3 separate regions of the Mus musculus genome follow, and regions 2 and 3 are each linked to region 1. The links are chromatin contacts, called in public promoter capture Hi-C maps. All regions are on one chromosome and are shown on one strand. The core of a region is the stretch at or near the end of the contact, and the rest is flanking DNA. Distances in the headings are between cores, read along the strand shown. Region 1 holds the start of Tfap2b (transcription factor AP-2 beta). Region 2 holds the start of Pkhd1 (polycystic kidney and hepatic disease 1). Region 3 overlaps Pkhd1 (polycystic kidney and hepatic disease 1).

Region 1 (4,805 bases), core at 1,492-3,991:
ATCTGGTGGGGCGGAGGGGGGGGGGAGAGTAAAATGGGTGGGCCTGTTTGTTTACGTGTGTTTACTGCGGTCTACCCCTACTTTTTCTGAATGTAGAAGACCAAGTTGTGGGGTTTTTTGTTTTTGTTTTTTTGTTTTGTTTTAGTTTTTTTGTTTGTTTGTTTTTGTTTTCGAAGAACGTAGGAGAGATGGGGACTTTTGGAACACAATGCAGCCTTTTTCTCTTTAGTGCTTACAGACTGAAAATTTTAAAACCCAGATTTAAAAATCTATGTGATTGGTCTTCAAGCACACTAAACGTATCCTTTCCAGGCAAAGCCAGGGGCAACAGAAAAATCTTTTGGGATGTATCAGGAACCCGTCCAACTGGCCTGACTGCCATTTCTGTTAAACTTCAACCGTAGTCCAGACTGAAATAGGCTCCTTCTACCACGTTGGGTGCCGGTTCGCGGGGCTTTCCAGATGAAAATTTGGGCAGCCAGGAGCAAGTCACTCTCTCTCCTCTCCACCCCCCACCCCAAGCCTACTCTCCTCTCCTCTTTCTCCTACCCCCCTTCCGGCCCTTCTCTCACCTTCCCTCCTATTTTTTCCCTCTCCCCCTTTCCTTTTTTCCTCTCCCTCCCCATTTCTCTTCTCCCTTCCCACTTTTACTCTTCTCCACTCCCTTCCCCGCCTAGCCCTCCCTCATTTTCCACTTAGCCCTTTATGTTATTCATAACCAAAGAACTAGCACCACACTGATTAGGATAATTCCTCTATGTATATACCCAGAGCTATTTCCACCGCGGCTCTAGCTCCGCCAGTGCTATGTTTACTATGGGCGACGTTCTCTTTAGGATAGTTCAACGCCCTGGAGTTGAACATAATCCCGCCTGTTAGGAATAAAAGGACGCTGAATCCCACCAGGCGGGGAGGCGCGGTTCCTCAGTACACTACCACAAAGAGGAAGGCGAAACCTGAGGTCACCCGAGAAAGAAGAACTCTCTCTCTCTCTCTCTCTCTCTCTCTCTCTCTCTCTCTCTCTCTCTCTCTCTCTCTCCCTCCTCTTTCCTGTCTCTCATTTTCTTCTTGACTTCCTTTTCTTCTACCTTTCTCACTTTCTCATTTACCTCTAAATGAGGTCGTAAGAATGGCAGATCTGGGGGACCCTGGCCACTGGCTCTAGCCGCTCTACCCAGAAAACCTGAGGAGTCGCGGCCACACACCGGACCCAGTTAAGAGCGGTAGGGACAGAGCTAGCGCCTGCCTCCGGACTCTTCTTAGCTGAGCAAGGCTAACACCGCGGTGCTGTCCCAACACCTACAAGGCTCACGGTTCAGATTTCTTTCAGAACCGGTTACTGAGTCTGGGTTGTCCACCTCTGCCCGGTGGCCCAGCCTCGTGCTGCTGTGCTGCTGCGGGTAGCTTTCCAACTTTTCTTCCCCCGCCTCTGCTTCCCTCTTCGCTAAACCCCTTTCGCTTTTTTTTTTTTTTTTTTTTTTTAATCCCGATCCTCAGATATCTTGGAGCTTCGGAGTCTGCCTTCCCTCTCTCGACGTCCCCTTGAGCCTTACTTTCCTTTCCTCTTGAGCTCAGCTCCCCAGCTCCCGGGTTGTGGCGCGGGATCCCTCATCTGTCCCCAGCCGGGCCGCTTCCCCTCGCCCGCCAGCTGGAAGGGCAGCCGGACAGCCTCGCTCGACGCGGACTCCGGAAGCTCTCGGTGGCGTCCGACAAGGCGGAGGGAAAAGCACGGGAGGGATGCGCTTGCCTGGGGACCGGTAGCGGGTAGCACGAAGTGTGGGCAGGCTTCGTTAAAAATGCCCACACGCTGGCGGCTGCCATCTCTGCTTGGAACCACTGACCCGCAAAGAATCAAAATACGACAAAACAAAAATAACAAACCGCGCTCTCTCCCATACGGTACTGGATTTGTTCATACATCCCTCCTTTCCCCTCGCTCTCCCTAGATATCTACCCTCTACCTGCGTACGTTGGTTACCGATTTAAAAAAAAATATTAAAAGTTTAAAAAGCAAAAATTAAAGTCCCAGTCGGCGTGAGGCTTAAAAACCCGATTCTGTCCCGTACTCAAAATGAGGAGAGACTGTTTTTCCCTCACTGTTTGCCTGAATTCCTGGCTCCACGTTACCTACCAGAGTCTACAAGGGGAAGGAGAGAGCCGGAGAGAAAGAAAAACAAAAAGGAAAAGAAAATAGCTCCTAAATTAAACTTCTCACATTCCAACCTTAAAAGTTCCCTTTCTGGAGAGCAAAGTCTCCCAGAGCCAGCCTTAGAAAACTTAAAGAAACCTCAGAAACCCGATCAGAAATCTACGAGTAAATAGCTTAAAATATATCAGCTGGGGTGTCAAAGAAGCTCCAGTTTTCTATCTCCAAAGCTCTAAAATGCATCTGGGGTGTCCGCTCACCTCATAGATGTCTTCGTACTTGACATTCTCCACGAGTTTCCAGAGCATGATCGCAGCCTGGTCTCTAGGAGGTGAGTGCATTCATGTGAGGAGCAGATGTCTGGTTTCTCAGGACTCCGCTGTCTGTAATGATCCATCTATAATTGGAAATGGGGGATACACACCAAATCCGACGCTCCTCTCCCATCGCAACTTATATCTGTTGTCTCAAACAATAGGCTGGAGAAGTAAGCCTCAGCAGACAGAAAAACATTATTGCACACAGGACTTAGATACAACGCGCACGCATACACACACACACACACACACACACACACACACACACACACATGCGCGCGCGCGCGCGCACACACACACACACGCACATGCACACATATATATTATAAAAAATCATAAACATGAATTTACACGCAGATAGTCACATTAGTTACATAAACACCTCTGGGTCACAGAATCCACAGACTAACCGTGCATTTAAAGGGAATATAGTGGTTCAAAACGAGAAATATAAATAGATACATTAAAAATCTGTTTTGAAAATGGCGAATCAATGCAGCCACTAACTAAAGTGTTTTAATAATTGACAATGAGAAACCACGCACATCAGTCCCCAAATTTTCTACATAGTTTTTTTTTTTTTTCTTTTAGGAGAACCATTACTGAGATTTTAAAGACAGTTTTCCTATTCTTGTATATTTAGGGGAGCATTAAAAAAACACCACTAGATTTTTGACTTTGAGTTATATTTCTCTATTGATGCAACCTTATAAAAGTATCATTGTGGAACAAGAATAACACCACTATTTACCACAATGGTTTCTGATATTTTGCTCATTGTGTCTAACACATTTGGAAACTTGAATATCTTGTGGACCCTACAATCTATATTGCTTGTTGCTTTAGGGATTGTTCTATATTTTTAGTGGTTCCTTGGTGTCTTTCTGTTTGCCTGGAGTCTCCATTTTATTAAGTTTTTTCTCTTCCTTTACATGTTGGAAACAACAAAGCACACAATGTTAATCTTGAGACCTTTAACAGGGGTATAGAACATTTTGTATTTGGGTTTATTGCCTGTAATTTGTGATTTTAATCTGATAGACTTGAGACAAGAACACCCAAATCTTTGAGAAGGTTTAAGCTTTGTACTGTTTAAGGAAACAGTGGGAAATGTTTTAAGATGTACAAGAGCAAATATTGTTTGGCCATTTTGCATTGGGGTAGATTTTCTTTTGAATATGTGCTTTTTGAAGTTTAGTTTTTTAAAAAATATTTTCAAAGCATAAATAACAACAAGTACAAAGTTTAACCACTAACCTACCCTCAAGTGGGCACCCTGTAAGGCACAGGATTTTCTTTTTTTTAATTTCATGAGGAATTCTATATTCACTAGCTCCCTCTCCTCCCCATCTTTCCACCCTTTCTGGGTTCTCGGAGGGTTCCCTGGAGTCAGTAGGGAGGCACTGAAGAAGATCTTGGCCCCTGGGGCAGAAAATAAATGACAGGAGGGAATGAGGAGGGTTGGGGTAATTTGGGGTGGAAGTTATTAAACCTGATGAGGGTGAATCTGTAAAGGGAGATTGTCTTTAAACTCCAGTGCATTCTAGAGCTCCGGCAGGGTCGGAGGCTCCGTGAGTAGGAGAAGGCTTCAGATAGACTAGGAGGAAGACAGCGGTTCCTAACAGCCAAGCTGAGGACTCCTACCTCGCAATGAACAGTCCTGTAGATCTATTATTGTTACTGTTATTATTATTAATTTACTGTAAGTCAAATGAAGGAAATGCAGGGTGCTTCAGGCAGAACTTGAGAAACACATCTTTTTCTCTATTCCCTGTTGGATTTCTTTTCTTCCTTTTCTTTTCCTCCTTCTTCTAACCCCTCCTTCCCTTCTCCCTCCCTCCCTCCCTTCTTTCCTTCTTTCTCTTTAGATCTTCTCCTTCTAGTCTTTCCTTCCTTCCCCCTTCCTTCTTCTTTCCTTCCCCTCTTCCCTCTACTAAAAAGAAAATATTCTTAAACTACACAGAACAAGGCTAGTCTTCCAGCGTCAGCAGATATGTCTCCCTTTCGCCACCAGAGATGGTTGGGAGACAGGAAATCGTTCCTCTTAATGTCGTTGTGTGGAAGGACTTAAAGTGGATTCCACACTCTTTCACTAAGTCATCCTCTACTTGATAATTTGAAAGATAGACGTTATAGATTTGGAAATTAAAATTCCCCAGGCACAAACTTATTAACAAGATAATTTACATCCCTCTTTTTTAAATCTTTAACTGCTAGGTTTTAATTGTCTAAAGATAACCTTAACCCAAACCAAACAGCATCTGGAAAAAGCTTTCATTATTCTCTAAGTTCGTGTATTCATGTTTTAAAATCACGTTGGAGCATAGCATTGGTTAATCTGA
Region 2 (4,805 bases), core at 1,444-3,943, 1.4 Mb before region 1:
CGAGTGTCAAGTTATAGAAAGTGTCAGGTTTTTTTTTTCTCTCTTGGAACAAGATGAGTCTAAAAATATCACATATCCCATATTCATTTTTTCAAGTCCCTTAACGTTTATTTTTAAATTTTGAGATTTCAGAGTATTAGTCATCTTGATTAATGTGAGACGTTCTTTTGCTTCAAAACTGGAACTCTTATGCACTCTGAAAACTCCAAAACCCATGCAAATTGCCTGATGTCATGGTTTTCTTCTTTCTTTCTTTTCTTTTTTTATTGTATTGAATATTTTCTTTATTTACATTTCTCCGATAGTCTGTGTGTCCCATAAAAATCTTTCAAGCCCTATAAATTTACAATATGATTTTATTCTAGTCTCTTCTAGTGAATGACTATGAAAAACCAGTATGTTCCCAATACCTATACATGATATAATATTACATAGTGCAGGTAAAGAAAACAAGTTATTCCCAAGCACACCCACATAGATTCAAGAAAGGTTTAATTATTTTATTATTTATCTTTAAAAGTAATCCCATAAGAATCTTAAATGAATCACAAATCTAAACTTTTATATAAAAAATTTGTCATATCTACTTTAAATCCCCAGAATGCACATCGTCACATCAGAAATTCTTATTAAACCACATCAGGAAGCTGAGCATAAAAATGGGTATAAGAAATCAACCATCAGCAGTCCAGCCTCAGTGAGACACGTTCCCCAGTGCTGCCATTGTTCTTGTTCCCTGACCATAAATGTTCCTTGCTTAACTAATAAGAGTGTGCCTTTCTGAACTTCAAATTGTTCCCTAAGATTTTCTATATCAGAGTCTGTAGCAGAAACATCATAACCTAACTTCACTAACAAGTTTATTTTTCCAAATGCTTTCTAAGGGTGGTGGTCATTGTTGATGATCTATATCTCTCAGTTCTTCTCTAGGGTGGTGATTGAATCATTAATCTGCTCCAGCAGCAATGACTGAAAGAGATCAAGCACTATTACTGTGAATGCCAGAGATGCTGCCCAGTTAGGGGCTGGAAGCCCCCTTAGAGTTTTCATACAATTCTCAGATTAACAGGGGTGTGAGGGCAGCAAGCAGAGCAGAACTCCATAGCAGTGTGAAGTCCTCAGGACACGTGGTCCTTGGGGTCATGCTTCAACCGTGGCTCACCCGTGTGCCTGTGCTAGCCAGTGGGCTGCATTCCATGAGTTCCAAAGCCAGTTGTCATTCCCTCTGTATGGCCCTTGGCAGGAAAGAAAGTCTGTTAATGAAAGTCTCACATTAATGTTTTACCCTTAGGTTAGGCCCTGGGTGGAGTCAAGCTGCCTCAAAATCTGAGCCCATGATTCTGATGTATGATGTATGATTCTGGGTATGATGATGGGAAATCACACCCAGAGGGATTTGCTTTCCTTTCCTTTGTATCTTCATGAAGAGAAGAGGGCTGAAGAAAAGCAAGCAAGACAAGAGAGGAATCCCAGAGAGGAAAAGGGGGGCTTTTTCTCCAGGGAGGTTCTGGCAGTGCAATGTGAGGTGAAGCATCTCAAGAGTTGACCCTGGAAGACAAAAGCTTGCTCTAATCGCCTAATGAAGTTCTTCAGTGGAAAGTCATGCTGCTGTCCTGTCCACCTGGTGATCTGCCCTCTTTCTTTCAGAAATATGGATATAAGTTGTAGACAATATAATAATTTTTTTTCAAAGTAAGGAAAGGGGAAAAGCCCAAACCAAAAGAGGCCCCAGGCATTCTCAGTTTCAATACTTTGCTTTCATTGCCTAGGTCTATTTCAAATATATCCCTAATATAATCCACGTTATGGATGAGTCTACTCTATAGAAAGCACAGTGCAATCTATTTGGGTTTATAGAAGAATAAACATAGTATTTTTCCCCTACGTGATGTACACAGAGTTCTGGGAATAGCTTATATACGTCAGACACTATTGAGCAGCTCAACCCTGCTGAATCATTTAGCAAGGTACACTCGAGTTTTGATGACTGTGAACTGTATATTGCCAATACGGGAACTTAGTTATCTCTCAGAGTATATATAACCTTAGAGTCCTAATAGGAAATAGAAGGCATATTTGAGATAAAAAATTATTAAAGGGATTAGTTCTAGAAGGGCAGCCAAGATTTAGAAAAGGCATAAAGGGGTGGTATTAAAAACTTGCAAGCTAGCAATAGTATAAGCTGTTAGTAGCCTTGGCCTGAAGATGCACACAAAGGAAATATATCTGAACCTGCAGAAAAAGCAAGCACAAGACAGCAACAGTATTCCATGAAGGAAATGATCTACTCTAGTGACCTTTGAACCCCAGGCTGTGCCATATTTTTGAAACCAATAAGACATCAAGTGTAGTGGACCACCACTGAAAGCCCATAGCATAGGGTGCAGGATCAGGCAGAGAGCACTCATGGAGCATGTAAGTTCCTGCTGGGGTCTCTGCTCACTGGCTGTCTTTCTGGCACCTCCTTTCAGTTACTGAGTGCCCACTGGTCACACTGGCTAGACTATTTTTTTCTTTTCTTTTCTTTTTTTTTTTTTAATTCTTGTCTGAGACACATGCAGTAAGTGGAGAAAAATGTAAGCAGCCCTTTCTTTGGGTCTCTAAGTGGCTCGCGTTAATTATTAAACTTGCCCTGTGGTCATTTGTGAACTTTCACTCTGGTGCACGTTTAGCCAGGACACAAGCGAGTTAGGTGAGTTCCAGTCCAACAGGAAGTGAGCTACCTGCATCTTAGCTAGCTAGCTAGCTAGCTGCAGGCTGGCCTGTCACCGAATAACGCGGCTTCGTTTAGAAGGGGACGGTTTCTCTCATTTGAGGCACAAGGCTGACACAGCATCAGGTACTGTTTGATTCAGAAAAAGACTTCCTTTTCTAGCGCTGCATCTCCCACTGTCATTGCAGTAAGCAAAAGGAAGTGGGAGTGGGAGGTCCACAGTAAGAGCACGGAAACTTGTCTTTTAGGCTCCCAGAGGAGGGGATGCTGAGAGAAGAGGGATGCGGGAGGGGCAGAAGAAAGAGAACGCAGACAGGAAGAGGACTAAACTCAATGCACAGTGCACGTCTCTGTGGCTGAAACATTCCCCTTAAAAGAAACTGGACACTGTGTTGATCACCAGGAAGGATGAGCAGACTTGAATGAATCCCCACCCAGCAAAGTGACATTTATGGTTCATATGACTGTTTTGTTTTGGAGGAAAAAAAATAGGTATTTCTGAACTTCAAGTTTATTGGAGCTCATTGTGGGGTGCTTATTTCTGTTGTTCTAAGTGGGGTGTTATTATGCTTGCTCTAAGCATGGGGCCGGACATTAAGATGAATTATTATAAAATAGTATGCCCAGATTGGCCTGCACACCTGGCAGAACATGCAAGCTGGGTCCCGTGCCTTTGGGCTAGGTATGGAATCCTCGCTCCTGTTGTGCTTTTGTAGGACATGCACTTTTGAACGCTGGATGTTTGTAAATTGAATTCAATTACAAATAGACTGAAGGGTGTAGGAAATTTTACAAGGTAAAAGGACACCTGGTAACATCAACACTCCTTTCAAACCTCAAAAGACTCCACGCCTCCTCTTTGCTGGGGACTAAGGACAGACTTTTATTTCCCCTGGCTTCCAGTACAATGTTCAGCATCTATTGGGTATGTAATAAACTTTCCCAGTCCTGAACTAAATAGAAGTTATTATCTCTTTTGGGCCATCTTAAACAGGACACACCTGTATGATAAATTCACTACAATTGGGCAGGCAGACATTGCTAGACATTCTTGTCGTGAAACTACTGGGGCGTTCTGAAACGGTTGTAACTGCTACCACATTGAGTGTTTTTGTAGAAATTTACATTAACGTATATGTAATGATATGGACTTATTCATTACGGTTTTCAAACTTTCAGAGACCCTCAGAGCTAGAGTTTTAGGAATATTTGTCTATTCACTTCTGCCTGGTGTTAGAGAGGAACTCTCAGCCTTCATAGGGCCAGGCTATGTGAATTCTGTTTCCTTCAGCATGGAGAAAAAGCCATTTATTCTAGATCTGTAAAATCAGATGTGTGGTATTTAAAAATGTATCAAAGAATTAAGTCTTTGAATACTATATCAGGCCCTTATATTATGACCTGTATGGAAATGGATAACTGGTCTCTGGACTGTTTCAGAGTGATCTCTAGAGGCAAGGCTGGCATGACAGCACACAGATAGTATCTGGCTTCGGCTCCTAGGGTGTGAACGGGAAATTTGAGAGAGACTACTGAGGAAAGATTTACTGGAGAACAAGCTGATAAAGCCATGAGAGATTTAATGGCCGAGGTAGAGATCAGCGGATAGAAGCCTTGCTTGATTGCTAACAAGAAATACAATGTGTCTATCATGTAGGGTTCAAATCTGACCATCATAGGAAGGGAAGCTGGGGTATGAGAAAGCAACATGGAACCCTGACTGGTTACCAGTGCCCAGATAACTAAAAGTTATTCTTAAGATTACCTTTTTTGCACAATGGTGAATTGGTTTAAACATGCATTAAATAGCTATTGAGACAAGATGAGTGAGCGGTGGTTTTCTATAATGTTTCTTGTATGCTGATTCTCTTCTGAGCCTAGAAAGATAGTAGGTGCCTCTAGAGGAGATAGTATTACATCATTTAATTATATATTTGTTTAATTGTTTTAATTGTAATTAAATCTTTCCTTTTCCCTTACTCTCTCCAGCCCAGCCCCTCCCACACAGCTTCTTATTCATTAATTATTATTGTTACATATATATGTGGATAAATATGTAAATACAATATGATGAGGTCATCTGTTTTTAATT
Region 3 (4,805 bases), core at 1,217-3,716, 1.3 Mb before region 1:
GAGGAATTTATTTTGGCCGTCCATCATGGTTTGGAAGGCGAGGTAGCAAGAACTGGTGACGTGACATCTGCCATCAAGAATTGGAGGCCGGTGCTCAGTTCAGGTTCCTCCTTTCAGCCAGCCTAGGACCCCCACTATGGAATCACACAACCCACATGTGGGATTGGGCTTCCTATCTTAATTAACTGAATCTAGGACACATCTCAGAAATGCCCAAAGACTTGTCTCTTGGCCAGTTCTAGATCCAGTCAAGTTGGCGATTGCTGTTAACTACCATACCCATGTGTAGGACTAAAGTTTCTTGAAGGTGCCTGCTTGCCACTGAATGGCCTCTGACTATACCAACAGATGCCAGTCCTCCATTTGAGCCAAGATTGTAAAGTTCACAGCTGTATGCTTTTATCAGTCTCTGCTTCCTCCAGGTGATGCCCTGGTTACAAAAACAACTGACAAAATCCTCCCAGAGACCTGCAAGCAAAATCACAATAAAAAAGGACTGAGTGGGTTTGAAGAAGTCCACAAGGTTAGGTGTGAGATCCTGAGACATGGCTCACTGTCCTCATTTCCCACCATCATAACTAGGATTGCAAGACATCATCAGCTTTGTGCCTTTCTACCTTCAAGACCTCATGGAGTAGTGTGGCTATGTTATCAACTATTTCCATTTCTCCAGTGTCTCTTTAATAGTTATAAATATACAGATTTTCATCTATTTATTTATTAAGATTTATTTATTTTTCTGTGCATTGATGTTTTGCCTGCATGTATGTGTGTATGAGGCTAACATATTCTCTGGATCCGGAGTTATAGACAAACAGTTGTGAGCTGCCATGTGGGTGCTGGGAATTGAACCTAGGTCCTCTGGAAGAGCAACCAGTGCTTATAACCACTGGGCCAGCTCCCCAGCCCCTTCTTTTTATTTATTACATTAAGTTTTTAATTCTGTATTTTGTTTTTTTATATCTCAATTATGCTGATTAAAAAAATAATTGTTAACATGACCCATGATACTAGCTGCTTAAAACTTCAAACAAGAAGTTCTGTGAGTTCACGTTGGGTAAAAAATTAAATATCAAAAGCGTACTATGACTTATTAATGAATACTGTCAATTATATTAAAACACTACCTATACCTTTTAGAAATAATATAGAAGTCACATAGCACATCGAAATATAAGAATATATAAAGATCTTATTGGATAATTTAAAAGAGATTCTTGGTTTTTTATGGGATAAATATCTATTAATAACAATATCTTTGGACAGACTTCAACTTCCTGGCTCTCTCCTCTAGGTATTTTTCTAAGTCATTGTCTCTGACTTGCACCAACTCTGGTGCAGGAACTTTGTCCTTATCATTAAGTGTAGCCCATCCTTGGTCTGGTGAACCCAAACTTGAAATGCTATGTTATTTGGAGTTCACAGATTGTGAATTTCCTTTTCTTTGTAACTGAGATTTCCTCTCCATTCCTCAGAGGCATTCCTGATTAGGTTATAATTTCTGCTTTTCTTTTACTTGGTCCAAATTGCCTCTGGCAAAGGAAACACCCACATTCCCCAGTGCAACTCTGGCTTCAGGGAAAGGGTAGCAGTTACTGAATTTCCTACTGATAGAGGCATGCAGAGAAGTTCAAGGCTGAGAGTCTGTGCAAGGCCATGACACATAGGGCACTGCTTATAGGACCATCACACAGGGGAGGATGATGCTCTCAACCTAGAGGACCAACTGACACTGGGCAATTCTGCGCAAGCTAGGTACTCATGGGCAAGCTTCTATTTCAAGCTCATTCCCCTCTTTCTCATTTTATTTGGTCCTGGTCCAAGCCAGAAAGCCTTAAGCCTTCCTTCTTCAGGAGTGAAGTAAGGAACTTCCTCCTAGGCCATCCTCTTGAGAAATCAACTTAATTAATAATGGATTTGCTTTCATTGAGAGGACTTGAATTTTAGCCCAGAAGAATCTACAGCATCTTCACAACTCCATTGATCTATCTAGTCCTTACACTCTCTCTGGGAAAGGATCATTTTAATGGCATTACTAATAAAGTGTAAGTATTTTTGTGCCTTCCTATTGAGTAATGGCTCCTCTAAGGTCCCTATAGGCTTGCTCCTTTCTTTTTAACCCCGTGCTTTCCTTTTGTGGTCATATGGCAAGGTTGGCAAATTTGCCCTTTCAATCCAGGCTGCTATAATGTGATAAACTTCATTAACATTTCCAAGGTAGACTTGAAGAGAATTAGAGCAGAGACAGAAAGGGTTAAAGGTCCCCCCACCCCCCCACCCCCACCCCCCCAAACACACACACTGCTTGTGGACTTAACAGTTCAGGGATAGCAGCTAAAGTGGACGCTATAAACACTTTCCCTTGAAAGCAGTGTCTTTTCAATAAACACACTGTTAGGCGCTAGCAAAAATATTTCCAATTGCCTTCATGGGTGGCATGGTGCTGGAAATGGTTGGCTCACGTTCAGTTAAATTTCAAATGTCAAAGCTTGTTAATAGTGAGTTTAACCAAAGACAGCTCATAAGGAGCTATGCAAACTTAACTTCCTCAAATAAAAAAAGAGAAGAAAGATGACCATTTAACATTGCCGTTCCTCCCCCTGCTTTCTTTACCTCTGCTTCAAGTTGGTTTTGGGTTTTATTGACAGTAGGTTTCAAGTTTATATTCAACAGTTCCCTTAATTTGCCTGGTCTCTTTATTCTCTCCTTCTCCCTCCCCCGGGACACAGGCCTATTACAAAGGTGTTGGGATGTCTCTTTGAGTTTTAGAGGAGTGTTTTGTGTATTTGAAGCAGGCCTGGAGGAGTCTGTGGAAGTGTTAAAGCAGAAGGTTCAGCTTTTGAGAGAGAAACATTCTGTGATACGATGTTCCTCTCAGATGCTGCCTCTAGCCTGGGCTGAATACAAATGTACAGGGAGACTCTGTTTATATAGTAATGAAGTTTCAAGCTAAAATATCAATACAGCAGGTACCTCCACTATTTGTAATGTATCCAGTTCCTATCACTGTAGTAACTGAAATAAATATAAACAACAACAACAACAACAACAACAACAACAGATTCAGTTTTGTTCTGCCTAGTTTAAATTTACTTGAACAGTTACCACTATGGCCACTATGGTTGATTAACTACTGTGCTGAATTCTATGACAAGCTAAGAAAAAAGAATGATTTAATAATTATAAACTCTGTGTCAGGCTGGCCTCCCTTGTACTTCTGACTTCTCATCAGAAGTGGCTCTAAATTTGCAAAGCCTTCCTATGCACAGAAGAGGTAATGAGCATTTGGTGAGGAGCCTGGACAAAGCCTTCAGTGTGGTTTCTTGAGGGGCTGTCTTGGAGTCTTTCTAAAAGTGCCCTTTGGAATCACACTGGGGTAAGTTTTGAGTCTAAAAAGAGGGGAGGGCAGAGTAGAATGGGAACAGTTTCAGGGTGAATGTGTGGTTCAGGTATATCACAGGTCTCTTCTGGGAATTTACCACAACTTTCTCTTGGGAGCACATAGAGGTCCCAATAGAGGTGTGAATTCTGGCTTTCTCAGCCATTTTGATTCAAATAAGGTAATCTTGCTCTATTCTCAATGGCTTGTATAGACTTAAGAAGCTGCCTGATCTAGATGCATCTATTTATCTATCTGTCTGTCCATCCATCATCTACCTACCTATCTACCTATCTATCTATCTATCTATCTATCTATCTATCTATCTATCTATCTCTGAAACTCTTTTGTTTTGAACACATCTGTACCTCAAAACCTAAAGGAATCGAGCTATTGAACCATATTTAATTATTGTCTATGGATTTCTATGGTGTTTGATTTACCCATAAAGGTTTTGATACTATAAGATAATGTTGAGTGGGTTGTAAATGTTTAGGGATGTTTGTGTGGTTTCTTTTAAAAGCTTTATATGTCACTGAGATACTCCTGCACATGAGAGTACAGTCTGAGAGTTTTTTTTTTTTAATACTAGCTTTCAGTTGTTTTTCTTCTCTCCTTCTGCCAGCACCCTGGTTTTACTCTTCAAGGAGAGGAAACAAGCCTCCCTTACTACCGTTATGTGCTTTCTGATAGCCTTTTTCTTGACAATGAGCTTCTTGAGAGCAGGCCCTTATATTTATCCTCTTGTCCTCCGGGTCTCCATGGGAACTGACTCAGTAAATGTTTATTAGTTAGACTTAGTAAAACCTCACTAGTTGATACCCTAACAACATTGTACTTGAAATATTTAACTTAAGGGAAAAACGATTTTGTGGACTCTTACACATTAATTACCTGCATGCAAATAGGAGCTGCAAATTATAAATCATGCCATCAAGTTACTGAGGTAGATCCAGAAGTGTGCTGGTGGAAGATACAGGTCAGCAACTGTATCTGAATGAATATATCTATATCATCTATATCTCTATCTTAAAACTATTAATTTTAAGAGAGGACAAAGCAATTGTAATATTTCTGGTCACTATAATTCACTGGGTCATTTTTGGTCTACTTGTTCTATAAGTCCCTAGGCTTATACAGTTACAAATTTAGTCAAATTGACTGGTGAGCGTACCTGTGTGCCGAGTGTACATTATTGATATGGAAAGCACAGGGCCAGAACATGGCAGAAGTCAGAGTTTAGCAAGATAAAACATTGACATGATGTGGAGCAGAGTACAGGCAAGCACATGGGAAAAAGGAGTCTTTAAAGGACCTCAGAAATCATAACAGGCAAATTGAAACTGGAGCCAGGCCTTGCAAGATACTCTCAAGAGAAATGTGGCCCAGTCACACATGTGTGTAGCTGTGATACATTAGGAAGCTA

What was found. Promoter capture Hi-C pulls out the DNA fragments that hold promoters and counts their contacts.
Region 2: a contact with region 1 is called in a promoter capture Hi-C map of hippocampal neurons, with 11 times the contacts expected there. The contact joins the promoter of Pkhd1 here to the promoter of Tfap2b in region 1. A contact is called at or near these places in 5 of 39 promoter capture datasets (hippocampal neurons, liver, pre-B cells and 1 more), 1 of 115 datasets of contacts at active chromatin or transcription factors (astrocytes) and 1 of 9 other capture datasets (embryonic stem cells).
Region 3: a promoter capture Hi-C map of second pharyngeal arch cranial neural crest shows a contact between it and region 1, with 15 times the contacts expected there. The contact joins the enhancer-like site here to the promoter of Tfap2b in region 1. A contact is called at or near these places in 17 of 39 promoter capture datasets (the 3T3-L1 cell line, 3T3-L1-derived adipocytes, the C10 cell line and 9 more), 1 of 15 datasets of contacts at CTCF or cohesin (stem cell-derived epiblast-like cells), 12 of 484 Hi-C or Micro-C datasets (cerebellum, cerebral cortex, cortical neurons and 8 more), 9 of 115 datasets of contacts at active chromatin or transcription factors (astrocytes, craniofacial prominence, embryonic forebrain and 6 more) and 1 of 9 other capture datasets (embryonic stem cells).

Annotation. Positions count from the first base shown.
Region 1 is chr1:19,206,850-19,211,654 of GRCm38.p6, reverse strand. Tfap2b (transcription factor AP-2 beta) reads right to left here and starts at 2,741. Exons shown (of 7, transcript NM_009334.3): 1 at 2,407-2,741. The coding sequence starts at 2,487.
Region 2 is chr1:20,615,945-20,620,749 of GRCm38.p6, reverse strand. It overlaps Pkhd1 (polycystic kidney and hepatic disease 1), which reads left to right and starts at 2,693. Exons shown (of 67, transcript NM_153179.3): 1 at 2,693-2,839.
Region 3 is chr1:20,464,277-20,469,081 of GRCm38.p6, reverse strand. The region is part of intron 35 of Pkhd1 (polycystic kidney and hepatic disease 1); the gene reads left to right. Among named protein-coding and RNA genes, the nearest start is that of Gm24162, 22 kb to the right of the region's middle. Within about 2 kb of position 2,466, at least 3 of the 459 cell types and tissues checked have an H3K27ac peak or open chromatin away from gene starts, as enhancers often do. A contact at or near this core is called in second pharyngeal arch cranial neural crest, where this site is marked.